Linked DNA regions of Hordeum vulgare: region 1 is linked to region 2. The links are chromatin contacts, called in public Hi-C maps. All regions are on one chromosome and are shown on one strand. The core of a region is the stretch at or near the end of the contact, and the rest is flanking DNA. Distances in the headings are between cores, read along the strand shown. Region 1 overlaps LOC123449394 (calcium-transporting ATPase 2, plasma membrane-type-like). Region 2 holds the start of LOC123449393 (cyclin-D5-3-like).

Evidence for each region. Hi-C and Micro-C count contacts between places; a contact is called where the count stands out from the background.
Region 1: a Hi-C map of leaf shows a contact between it and region 2, with 5 times the contacts expected there. The contact joins the enhancer-like site here to the promoter of LOC123449393 in region 2. A contact is called at or near these places in 1 of 6 Hi-C or Micro-C datasets (leaf) and 1 of 1 datasets of contacts at active chromatin or transcription factors (embryo).

Annotation. Positions count from the first base shown.
Region 1 is chr4H:543,833,785-543,840,084 of MorexV3_pseudomolecules_assembly, reverse strand. LOC123449394 (calcium-transporting ATPase 2, plasma membrane-type-like) reads left to right here. Exons shown (of 7, transcript XM_045126605.1): 3 at 1-990; 4 at 1,071-1,229; 5 at 1,527-1,698; 6 at 2,255-2,553; 7 at 2,792-3,379. The coding sequence ends at 3,040. Among protein-coding and RNA genes, the nearest start is that of LOC123449394, 5.9 kb to the left of the region's middle. Within about 2 kb of position 3,669, at least 2 of the 3 cell types and tissues checked have open chromatin away from gene starts, as enhancers often do. A contact at or near this core is called in leaf, where this site is marked.
Region 2 is chr4H:543,678,198-543,684,083 of MorexV3_pseudomolecules_assembly, reverse strand. It overlaps LOC123449393 (cyclin-D5-3-like), which reads right to left and starts at 1,976. Exons shown (of 5, transcript XM_045126604.1): 1 at 1,301-1,976; 2 at 1,123-1,209; 3 at 704-992; 4 at 462-610; 5 at 1-373. The coding sequence starts at 1,570. The coding sequence ends at 137.

The sequences.
Region 1 (6,300 bases), core at 2,420-4,919, 150 kb before region 2:
GAGTTCTTTGCTATTGCTGTTACCATTGTTGTCGTGGCAGTTCCTGAAGGCTTACCGCTTGCTGTGACCTTGAGCCTTGCATTTGCCATGAAGAAGATGATGAATGACAAGGCACTTGTCCGACACCTTGCAGCCTGTGAGACCATGGGCTCAGCAACCTCCATTTGCAGCGACAAGACTGGCACACTCACAACGAATCACATGACTGTCGTCAAGGCTTGCATCTGTGGCAAAATTAAAGAAGTGGATAAATCTTCAGACACCAAGAGCCTATTCTCTGAGCTACCTGATTCTGTCATGACAATGCTCTCGCAGTCCATCTTTAACAACACTGGTGGCGATGTTGTCATCAACCAGGGTGGCAAACGCGAAATACTGGGCACACCAACTGAGACAGCAATTCTAGAGCTTGGCCTGTCACTCGGTGGTGATTTCCAGGCAGTGCGAAAAGCAACCACCCTCATCAAAGTCGAGCCATTTAACTCAGCGAAGAAGAGAATGGGAGTGGTCATCCAGCTGCCAGGGGGTGCATTCCGTGCTCACTGCAAAGGTGCATCAGAGATCATATTGGCATCTTGCAGCAAGTACCTGAATGATCAAGGCAATGCCGTCCCCCTTGATAGTGCAACTATGGCTCACTTGAATGCCACGATTGAGAGCTTTGCAAATGAGGCACTTCGCACTCTATGCCTTGCTTACATTGAAGTTGCAGATGGGTTCTCAGCTAATGATGCGATTCCTGAAGAGGGGTACACATGCATTGGCATTGTTGGGATCAAGGACCCAGTGCGCCCAGGTGTGAAGGAATCTGTCGCCATCTGCAGGTCAGCCGGTATTACTGTCAGGATGGTCACGGGCGACAACATCAACACAGCAAAGGCAATTGCCCGGGAATGTGGCATTTTGACTGAAGGTGGTCTTGCCATTGAAGGCCCAGATTTTAGAATTAAAAGTGCAGAAGAAATGTACGAATTGATACCGAAGATACAGGTATGTTTACTGCTATTGCCATTATCTTGCCTATTGTTTCTGGATTTCATTTGTCAACGTACTGTTGTTGTATGTATCAGGTAATGGCTAGGTCTTCACCACTTGACAAGCACACCTTAGTGAAGAATCTCCGGACTACACATGAAGAAGTTGTTGCGGTGACTGGTGACGGGACAAATGATGCACCCGCACTTCACGAGGCTGATATTGGACTTGCGATGGGCATTGCTGGAACTGAGGTAACTTCACAGAGCAAAATTCATTAATATTGTTTCTTGTATGGGAAAAAATAGTCATGTCAATTTAATATATAAGATACTTTAAAATTCTTTGACATAACTAGCTATGACTCATTAAGTGTCTCCCAATGTAATTGCTACCTATAGTGTGTCAGCATGTTTTTGATCTATCATTCTTAAACGGCACTGCAGCATCTATAAAGCCTTGTACCTCATGATTTGCACAGTCAATTACTTATCCACTCAATCCATTCCTTATTTAGTTACAGTATGCCTTATTTTGGTATTTGTTTGAAGGTTGCGAAAGAGAGTGCCGATGTCATCATTCTTGATGACAATTTCTCCACGATAGTCACAGTTGCCAAATGGGGTCGATCTGTGTACATCAACATTCAGAAGTTTGTGCAGTTTCAACTGACAGTCAACGTGGTTGCCCTCGTTGTGAACTTCTCGTCAGCTTGCTTGACAGGTATACCTGAAACTTTGATGCGCTCATTTAAGCTGGCACTAATAACCTGTAAAGAAAAGGGATAGGCTGGTTCTGTAAAATGTGAATAACCTTCAATAACTGAACTCTAAATCAGTTAATTTGATTTAAGGGAGGGGTTTTACTCCATCAGCTTGATTTCGTAAAAGTTCAAATAATATTCTATAGTTGAAGTCTAAACCAGTCATTTCGTATGTTACCTTTAGTGCTGCTTCATGCTCCAATTATATACTCCCTCCGTCCGGAAATACTTGTCCTACAAATGAATGTATCTAGACTTATTTTAGTTATAGATACATTCATTTTATTCATTTTTAGGACAAGTATTTCCGGACGGAGGGAGTATATTAAATGAAAAACAATTCCTGATTGCTACATGTTTTTTCCTTTCAAGTTTTTAACTCATAAGTTGAGATGTAACAGTATTAAGATAACCTACACCTGCAAATTACTATATTAATGCAGCAAACCTTTACTTTCGTAGTTTATTTTGTGACATATATTTCACTGTTTTTCATACTTCTATTTGTCAATTCAGGGAGTGCTCCCCTTACTGCTGTTCAGTTGCTCTGGGTCAATATGATCATGGACACACTAGGAGCATTGGCATTGGCCACAGAACCTCCAAACGACGAACTGATGAAGAGGACTCCTGTTGGAAGGAAAGGAAACTTCATCAGCAACATTATGTGGAGGAACATTATGGGACAGGCAATCTACCAGTTCTTTGTAATTTGGTATCTGCAGACTGAAGGAAAGACACTGTTTGCAATTAAGGGTGACAATTCCGATCTAGTCTTGAACACTCTCATCTTCAATTGCTTTGTATTCTGCCAGGTAATTTTGAAGTTTCTGTTGCATTCATTTAATTTCAAAAAGTCTTATTAATGCATCCTTATTAATAGAACTATAATGCTGTTCTGTCGCTATTATAACATGGCAAAGTATGAACACTTAACAAGGCAACAAGTCTGGCAACTTCATCACCAAATAATAATTTTGAATGAGAGAAAGAAATATAATACTTTTTCTCGGTGATAGTGTGCGAAAATGAAGTGAAGTTTTCGTTATGCAGGTGTTCAACGAGGTGAGCTCCAGAGAGATGGAGAGGATAAATGTATTCAAAGGCATTCTAAACAACAACGTGTTCGTCGCTGTGCTCGGCAGCACGGTCATATTCCAGATCATCATAGTACAGTTCCTTGGCGATTTCGCAAACACCACTCCTCTGTCACTCAAGGAGTGGTTCTCCTGCATTGTCATCGGTTTCATAGGCATGCCTATCGCTGCGATAGTCAAGCTTATCCCGGTGGGTTCTCAGTAGGAGACGACAACTAATTTCCGGTCAGGAACTGAAGTCAGGTAATAGGACTAAGGGCTGATGACGCCAATGCAGTTCGGGCGCTGTTGTGAGCATAAGAAACTGTTCTTTCTGCTATTAATCCGTTTTATCTAGGTGAATCTATGGCCTTCTTTTTTCTTTTGCATTTGATCTTTAGAGGACGAGCCAAGACTGTGGGCTTGATTCTTCAGAAGTGTTTAATAGACCCCTTGTAGTTTCTTTTTTCATGTTATTTTCCTTGGAGTGTTGAAACTTGAAATTGTATGATAAGCTTGCAGCCTTGCACCAACCTAAAGTACTGGAGAGATCTGTTTGATTCGACATGATGTTTGGATTGGCTTGTGTATAAGGTTTCCCCTTTTCCATCTTTGCGCATTTCAGCGTCCAATCCCAGAAATTTAGCCAAAAAATTGATAAGATTTCAATCATTCTTCTTGTCCGGTGTGACTATCACTAAAGCGTGATTCTTTGGAAGTTGCCAAGGAAAACACCACTTTGACAAGGGATATGTTGCGATCCAGATGCCCCCATCAGCATTGAATGTGAGCAGCATGGGCTTTGGCAGTTAGCTTCTTTTGGTCTCCACATCACAGGCGATTGACACACAGGCAGCTTGCTTCCATCACTGCTGTCACCCGGTGCCCGTACCAAATGTTTTTGACCAGTCAAGGCAAGCATTGTATGTTACCACTGCTGTACTACAACAACTCCTACCGCTGCACATGCACGAGGCAAGAAGCAGCATCCACTTGGGATAAAATTCCAACAGCGTCACAGCGTCTCCAAAGCTGACCCCAAACCAAACACTGTATCCATCCGCGGATCGATGAAATGCATTTCAAACTAGATTTCAACAAACAGGGCGAAATTAATGCAAATCGGATGATTTTCCATATAAACCGGAGCACGTTCATTATATTTTTGACATTTTCACTAAAAAAACAATCGGGCCTAAACCTAGCCTACGGTGTTGTCTGTCCTCCATCGTCCTTGTTGTTTGTTTCCGGTGTTGGTCGGGTTCATCTCGTTTCCATGAGTGACGGCGGTGAGACCTGTGAAGTGAAAGTGCAGCTAAGTAGGACATGAGAGACGGACCGACCCACTTGGGATTGGATGCACTACTCTTCATCGGAGTTCGCGACCTGTCCGTCACTAGTGCACGTGAGGTCCACGATGGACGTGGACGGGGCGGCATGCTCGTCGTCCCACCGGCGTCCACGGGAATTCGTTGGTGGCGCATAGGATGAACAACTAGCGGTGTTCTCGTCCATGATCGCATGCGTCGCCAGCGCTGCCTCCGCATTGATTGCGCCATGACTGGGTTGCGAGCGACGACGTGAGCGCGTGCAGCCTCGTAGAGCGCCCGCTGCTTGGCGACGAAGTTGAGGTTCGCCACGATCTTGGCTGCCATGACATCCTTGCTCATGCACTTGCCGTAGATTTGGCCCTCCACGAGCCAGTGTTGTTCCAGGAGGAAGAGGTTGTACCGCCGCTCTCCTATACCTGCCGAAACGCTGACATAGCCACGACTCCTCCTTCGTCATGACGACCTTGAAGCCGACATGGACCGGCGTGGGCGCAAGCGCCGAGTGGTCGTCGGAGCCCATCTCCGTCATGGGGTCGTCATCGCACACCTCCATGGAGCTGGCCAGCATGTCGGCCTCTATCCGCCTAGCACGACGGCTCTGCCAAGAGACCGCGAGTATGGCCACCTCGAGCTTTTGCTCTGTCGACGTGCTCTCCTACAATGTGTTCCAGCTCGCGATCATGCGGATGTGGTGCACGAGAAGAGGGTACGGAGCGGACGTACTGTCATGAGGTTTGAGTGGGGAGTGTCCACCTTTAAATAGTGGATGCCGGTAAGGCCAGACGTCTGGGTGGGTCCATGTGCGGGGGACTGAAGTTAGTTTCTCGATCGACATTCCTGTTTAATGGCAGCAGATGGACGAACGGGCATCTCGTTTGAATGTTGTGGGATCTAAAGGGTAGGTCTAGAGGGAGTGAATAGACACTAACAAGGCAAAAAGTGCAGTTTAAATTTTTTGGTACTTAGGCATATTTTAACACAAGTTAAGTGGCAAGCAATACAATCTACACATGCATATCTAGATTATGGGTAGAGAATGTAAAATACATGCAAGTGCAAGAAAGTGATGGTAGAGTTTGGAGAAGATCAAACGCAATGAAGACACGATGATTTTGTCGTGGTACCGATAGGTGGTGGTGTGGTGCTATCATATGTCCACGTGATGGAGACTTCAACCCACGAAGGGTAACCGTTGCACAAGTCCATGAAGGTCTCCCCCATGAAGGGGCCACGAAGAAGCAACCTTGTATATGTCATCCTGGGTTACATCCACGAAGGACTAGCCACTCGAGTTGATCTTCATGAAGTAAGCTATCTCTTTGCCCTTACAGATCCCTTGGTTCAACTCCACAAGCTTGGAGGCTCCCAAGTGACAACTAACCAATCTAGAAGGCACCACTCTTCAAAAGTTAAAATATGTTGCTGTTGATGATGAACTCCTTGATGTTGTGCTTCGAAAGATAGTCTCCTTAGCAGTCAAAAATCTCTCACATATTTTGGCTATGTGGTAGGAAAGGGATTTGAGTGGAAAGCAACTTGGAGAGGCTAGAGATCAAAGATCATTGGTTGGAGTGGAATGCTCTTGATCTCAACACAAGGGTAGGTGGTTCTCTCTCAAAACATGTATATGAGAAGTTTGAGCTTCGAACTGGTTGCTCTATGGGAGTTGGTGGAATGGGTGCGGGTATATATAGGCAACACCAAAATCCATTTGTTACACACCTTTATGCACTACTCGTGGGATCGGGTGATACACTCAAAGAGGCCGACTAGTACAAAAGGTTTGAACTTTAGGCTTTTCGGTGAGAGTGGATGAAACGCCTAAGTGGGACTAACTGATTCCGACTTAAGAACTTTCCGCACTTCGGTTTCATTGATTGAAACCACTCGGAAATTCCGAAGTGAAGTCAGCAGGTAACAGAAGGTTGGCAAGTGCTCTTCAGTGGGACGGAAGGGCCAACTCGATGAGACCAATATGCTATAGTTTAGGCAATGGCTATGTCAAGTGTATCTTGGTGGGTACGACTAGATGTGTTACAGTGGGACTGAGATTGATTTTAGGGTTTTGGACATAGATGAATGTGAGAGTGTGACTAAGGATTTTGGAGAATTTCTCTAAGCACTTGAGCAGTTAGACCATGATCAAAACCACCCC
Region 2 (5,886 bases), core at 727-3,226:
GCCACACCCTACCTCTGAGACAAAAAAAAACGCTGCTCAATCAAGCTAATGAAAAAAAGGCTAAGGCTAGGGGGCTGAGAGCAATTAGCAGCAGCCAGAGTGCGAGCTGAACTCCAGCTCCAGCTCCTCCTGCTGCCTACTGGCGCTGAGGCGAATGCAGCCTCTTCCTCTTATTGTCGGTGACTGCCGCCGCCGAGGTGGTGGCAATGGCAATGGCGTTATTGTCGTTGGCGGCCATGGCCATGGCGACGGAGGTGTCCGGGCTCCCGACGTGGGCGGCGGCGGAGACGCCGGAGGAGGCCACCTCCCTGCTCGACTGCATGGACCTGTCCTCCTCTTGAATCATCACGCTGTAGCAGGAATACACATGCCCCTGCCACGGAGACGAGCATTTACTCATCATTGCCCCTTTTCACCAACAGATTTCCAAAAACGGCGGGGCTATTATGATGGGGGCTTACGGTGTGTAATTGCTGCCATGATGTGCCCAGGATCGCCTTGAGCTCCTCGTCTAGGCTCGGGGCCGTCCCCTCCCCGCCGCCGCCGCCGCGCGCGACGAGGATGGACGCCAGCGCCATGGTCGACGGCTGGTACTCCACCGAGCTCATCGCTGCACACACACACACACATGATGGGATCTTTTTATGATCCGATCCGACGGGAAAATGGGATGGAAGAACGGGAGCAGGGGGAATGGTCTGACCTTTGATGGAGGCGAAGATGCACTTGACGGCGCGCAGGACGATGGCCTTGCGCTCGTCGTGCCGGAACCTGGCCGCGAAGCAGCTCAGGTAGGGGAACGGGGTGCCGGCGATCATCTGCCAGTTGAGCGTGCCGAGGACGAGGAGCTCCATGCGCAGGATGGAGGCGCTGTCGAAGTCGTACTCGTCCGGCCGGAACTCCGGCAGCCGCGGCACCCGGTGCTCCTCCACCTTGGCCGCCAGCGAGAGGCAGGCCACCGAGAGGAGCTGCAGGGCCCACTCCTTCCCCCTCTGGATCCCCAAAAACGGCAATGCGGAAGTCAGGCATTACATCGAACACTCGACGGCAGAACAGGACAGAACAGAGCAGAACAGAGGAGGAAGGCAATGGCGGCGCAGGGTGATTGATTGTTTTAATTACATCGACTCGCCGCTGCGCCAAGAACCGATCGAGGTACGTCACCGCGACGTACGCCGTCTTCCCGCTGAAGAGGAACCTCGCGTTCGTCTGCCAACAAGCACGCATATGGAAACCATTGAACAAAGATCCGATTTTGAGCAACAAATTTCGTGTGGGAAAAGAAGGCGCGAAGAAGCACCTTGACAATCCAGTCGACGCACACGGCGCGCGCGGCCTTGGTCCACTCGTCCAGCTCGTCGCCCCACGTGCCGCCGCCGGCGGCGGCGCCCTCCTTGGAGAGCATGAGCGCGACGTACTCGTCGTCGCGGTCGAGGAGCAGGAGACCGTCGTCGGCTGCCAAGCCGTCGGCGGGGCTATAGTCGTCGTCGTCGAGGAAGAGGTCGTTGCCATCCTCGAGGCAGATGAGCGTGGAGGTGGGCGTGGCGGCGGAGGTGGACGCGTCCCCCATTGGCGGCGTGGCGGCGGGCGTGAATCAATCACAAGAGGCCGTCCCCGTGCATGCGCGGGGAAAAAGGAAGGAAAGAGCGAGGAAAGAAGAGGATCTGGCGGTGGCGGAAGCAGCGGGGCGGGGGGAAAGGAGGCACGCGGTGCGGCGGATGAGTTGGAACAGAAATGAGAAAAGGATTCCTCCCTCGCCGCCCGCCCGCGCCCGCGCCCGCGCCCGGCGAAAGGGGAACCGAATCTGCAGTTAGAGAGACGGATTGGAGAGAGAGAGAGAGAGAGAGAGAGAGATGGATGGGAGGTTGAGGCGTAGGTGGCGTGGCGCGTGGGCTGTGGGAAGGGAGGGATGGACGGATGCGTGCGGGGTTTCGCGCCAGTGGTGGCGGAGAGACGGGAAAGGGTTTAGCACCAGACGACGAATGGCGGGCGTGGTCCGCTGGTCCTGCGGGACGGACTCTGCTTTGCCCGGCTGCGGGTGCGGGGTGTATCTAATCTACGTACCACGCATGGTCTACGTGCAGCATACTGATGATCGCCGTTAAGTGCTCTTTGTGACCGGATCTCGAGCCTACGTGAGCATGGCTGCATGTATATGAACTGTACCTCGTATTCCTGAGGGGCGATCCTGCGAGAAGGCTCGTATTTATACCAGCTTTAACACATGACGTTTGTGGCGCCGGCTTTTTGCGGAGCGTATCTCTGCATTTTTACCTGCATGAGGTTGTGTGTATCTGTATCTTGGTTTTTTAGTACTGTTATTAAATGCATATTAAATTTATTAAAGGATGCATATTTATCGTAGATATACTCACTACTCCCTCCATATACGCATATAATGACATTTTCAACGGTGATCCACAAACCGTTCGCATACCTCCGGATCACCCGGCGTGCTTGTATTGGTCTGACGAACGGTTCAGAAATATTTTCTTGCGCAAACCGAAGACAAACATGGAGGCTTTACGGGCGTCCGGACAACACCCAAGCCCGCGTCTGACCCCACCAGCTCACCAAAAAACCCCACCCACCCCTCCCGCGCTTTCCATCCCATGTATCGAGGTTTTTATCACGGCAGATGTTCTCGTAAGAGAACTTAGGTGTGAGGCCATCGCAACTATTTGACGACTTGAGAGGGGTTGGACGGAATCGAGAGACGCGAGTTTACCCAGGTTCGGCCCTTCCGATGGAGGTAAAAGCATACGTCCTGCTTGTGTTTCATTGATGAAGATGATGATTTCGATTACAAGGGTGCGGAATCGCTACCTCTAGTCTCGAGGGTTTCTAATCTGTCTATCTAATGATTTGTCTTGTATAGACCTAACTTAACTTGTCCCTCTTGGGGTGGCCTGCCCCTCCTTACATAGGTTTAAGGGGTAGGCTTGCATAGAGTCCTACTAGGAGTGGGGCTAGTTTCTCTTGAATCATAATCGAGGTCTTGTTTCTCATCGGAGGGAATTCTTCCTCTTCTTGGACCTTCTCCGTGAGCCGCCTTCGAGGCCTCTCCATGACCCGCCTTTGCCGGCTTGCACGCCGGGCCTTGGGCCTCGTCGTCCAAGTCGATCCAGCAAGCGGGGTGACCCATGAGCCGCCAGCTGTATGGGTCGAGTCATACCTCCTGGCCAGGTCAAACCTTCTGACCGGGTCAAACCGTGGGGTATATCCCCGACATTAGCCCCCGAGGTTAGCTTGAATTTATTCATGATAAGCTCTGAAATAAGAATAATAAATATGTTAAGGGACCGACTTGATCCTTGGCCGACTTACTTCAATGAAGTGGCTCCTTGAAAATCCTGATTTCTTTGAGTCGTCTTGACAATCGTCTTGCTCGTCAGTGTCCTATGTAATGGAATATTGGGAATAAAACACCCATATGTCGTTGAGTCGACCTCCAATGCTTTGTCTTGATGAAAATATTGAAGATAAGAAAACCATACGACAACCTGTAAGGGATTTTTATCTTGACCACATCAAACATTATGGGTTCACATCTGCAGTTATGTTCGTCCCCAAAAAGCGGCATTGAGCTTAATCCGCCCTACTAGGTAAGCTGATTTTCCAGGAATAATGCCATAAAAAACCATGGCAGAAGTTTGCAAACTGTTATCGTGAAGGTTCATCCGCCGGAATGTGTCGTAATATAAGATGTTGATGTTGCTTCCTCCATCCACGATGAACTTTGTGAGGGTATAACCACCAACCTGAGGCGCCATCACCAAGGCTAGATCTCTTGGGTTATCAACCCGGGGAGGGTGATCCTCTCTGATCCAAATGATTGGTTGCTCACGCCAGTTGAGGTATCTCGGGATTGTTGGCTCAACCATATTGATGGCTCTCTACTTGCGCTTCTCGTCTTGTTTGCAAGTGTTGGTGATGAAAATGTGGTATTGTCCATTGTTCAACTGCTTAGGGTTGCTTTGAAACCCAGATTGATTGTTATGCTGTTGATTGTCCTCATCAGGATACTGCCCATTGCGAGTGTTTCCTTGTTGCTGAAAACACGATCGCGAGCCACCTAGTTCATTGGAACCTGATCCTAAGAACCCGCTAGGCGAGCCGCCTTGTGAGCGGTTTGACCATACTGACCCGGATGTCCTTCACCATTAGTCACCTGGTGACTCTAGAAGGCTTGATTCCGGAACTCCTCCATAATATAACAATTCTGCCATGAGTGAGTAAATTGCTTGTCTTGGGTACTATGCTTTGTGCAAGGCACCTTGAGCGCTTCCTCAAAATTGTGCGACGTATTCTCATTGTAAGCTCCTCTAGAGTGGCGTTGGTTATGAAACCCAGTATTGGTATTAGCCACAAATTCTCACCCGCCCTCAGGCTGCTTCTGTTTGTTATTTTTGACCTTCAGGTTTTCCACCTTGCTGATTGCTTTTGCCACCTTCACCTTTCTTGTTCTTGCCAACTTTCTCCTCGCCCGGGCCGGCATCCTTCATGTCGTCTGACTCAGCATACCTTGTCGGAACATCCATTAAATCGCCCATATCTTGAGTCTTCCGTTTTAGGCGACCAAGCTTCACAACTAGCAACTCGAAGTGGCAATTTTTCTCCAGAATGAGGACGGCTTGGAAGCCATAATGTTGTCTGACGAGTGGACGATTTTTGCAACCCGACGGGTCCAATGATGAACTGACTCGTCTGTGCACTGGATATAATGTTGAAGACCCACAATTTTCATCGGTCGTTTGCATGTTCCTTGAAAATATCGGATCATGATTGTTGGTGACACCACGTCAAACATGTCACGCCCAAGATGTGACCCTATCCTCAATTTGGCACGAAGGCCTCGTCAGGGATAGAAGCGCATCTCGTTGTGTCGCAAGAATGGATATCGTTACAAGTACATGTACTGAAAAGAAGAGATATATATAGAATTGGCTTACACTCGCCACAAGCTACATCAGAGTCACATCAGTACATTACATAATCATCAAGAGTAAGATCAGGGTCCGACTACGGACAAAAACAAACGACAAAAGAAGAACGACGTCCATCCTTGCTATCCCAGGCTGCCGGCCTGGAACCCATCCTAGATCGATGATGAAGAAGAAGAAGAAGAAGCAACTCCAAATGAACAATCAACGCGCTCGCGTCAAGTGATCTTTACATGTACCTACAACTGGTGTTGTAGTAATCTGTGAGCCACAGGGGACTCAGCAATCTCATTTCCAAAGGTATCAAGACTAGCAAATCATAATGGGTGAGGCATGGTTAAGTGGTGAGGTTGCAGCAGCGGCTAAGCATATATTTGGTGGCTAAACTTACGAGTACCACAAATAAGAGGGGGAAGATCTACGCATAGCGGTCGTGAACTACTGATGATCAAATGAATGATCCTGAACACCTACCTACGACAGACATAACCCCACCGTGTCCTCATCGAAGAAAGAATTCACGAAAGAGACAGTCACGGTTACGCACACAGTTGGCATATTTTAATTAAGTTAACTTCAAGTTATCTAGAACCAGTGTTAAACAAAGTTTCCACGTTGCCACATAACCGCGGGCACGGCTTTCCGAAAAGATTTAACCCTGCAGGGATGCTCCAACTAGTCCATCACAAATTACCACAAGCCGCATAGAAATCCGCAATCACGAAGCTCGTGATCTCGTCGGATTCCCTAGTGGAAAACCTCAACTCTGAGATTACCCAAAGCATCATCGGAATCCCGATGCACAAGATATCTCGTCAAAGGTAAAACTAATCCAGCAAGGCTGCCCGGCGTGTCGACGATCCCGATAGGAGCCGCGTATCTCGTTCTCAGGACACGACGGATAAGCACAGCGTACGGTGGCCTGATAGAAATCTCCCGAGTT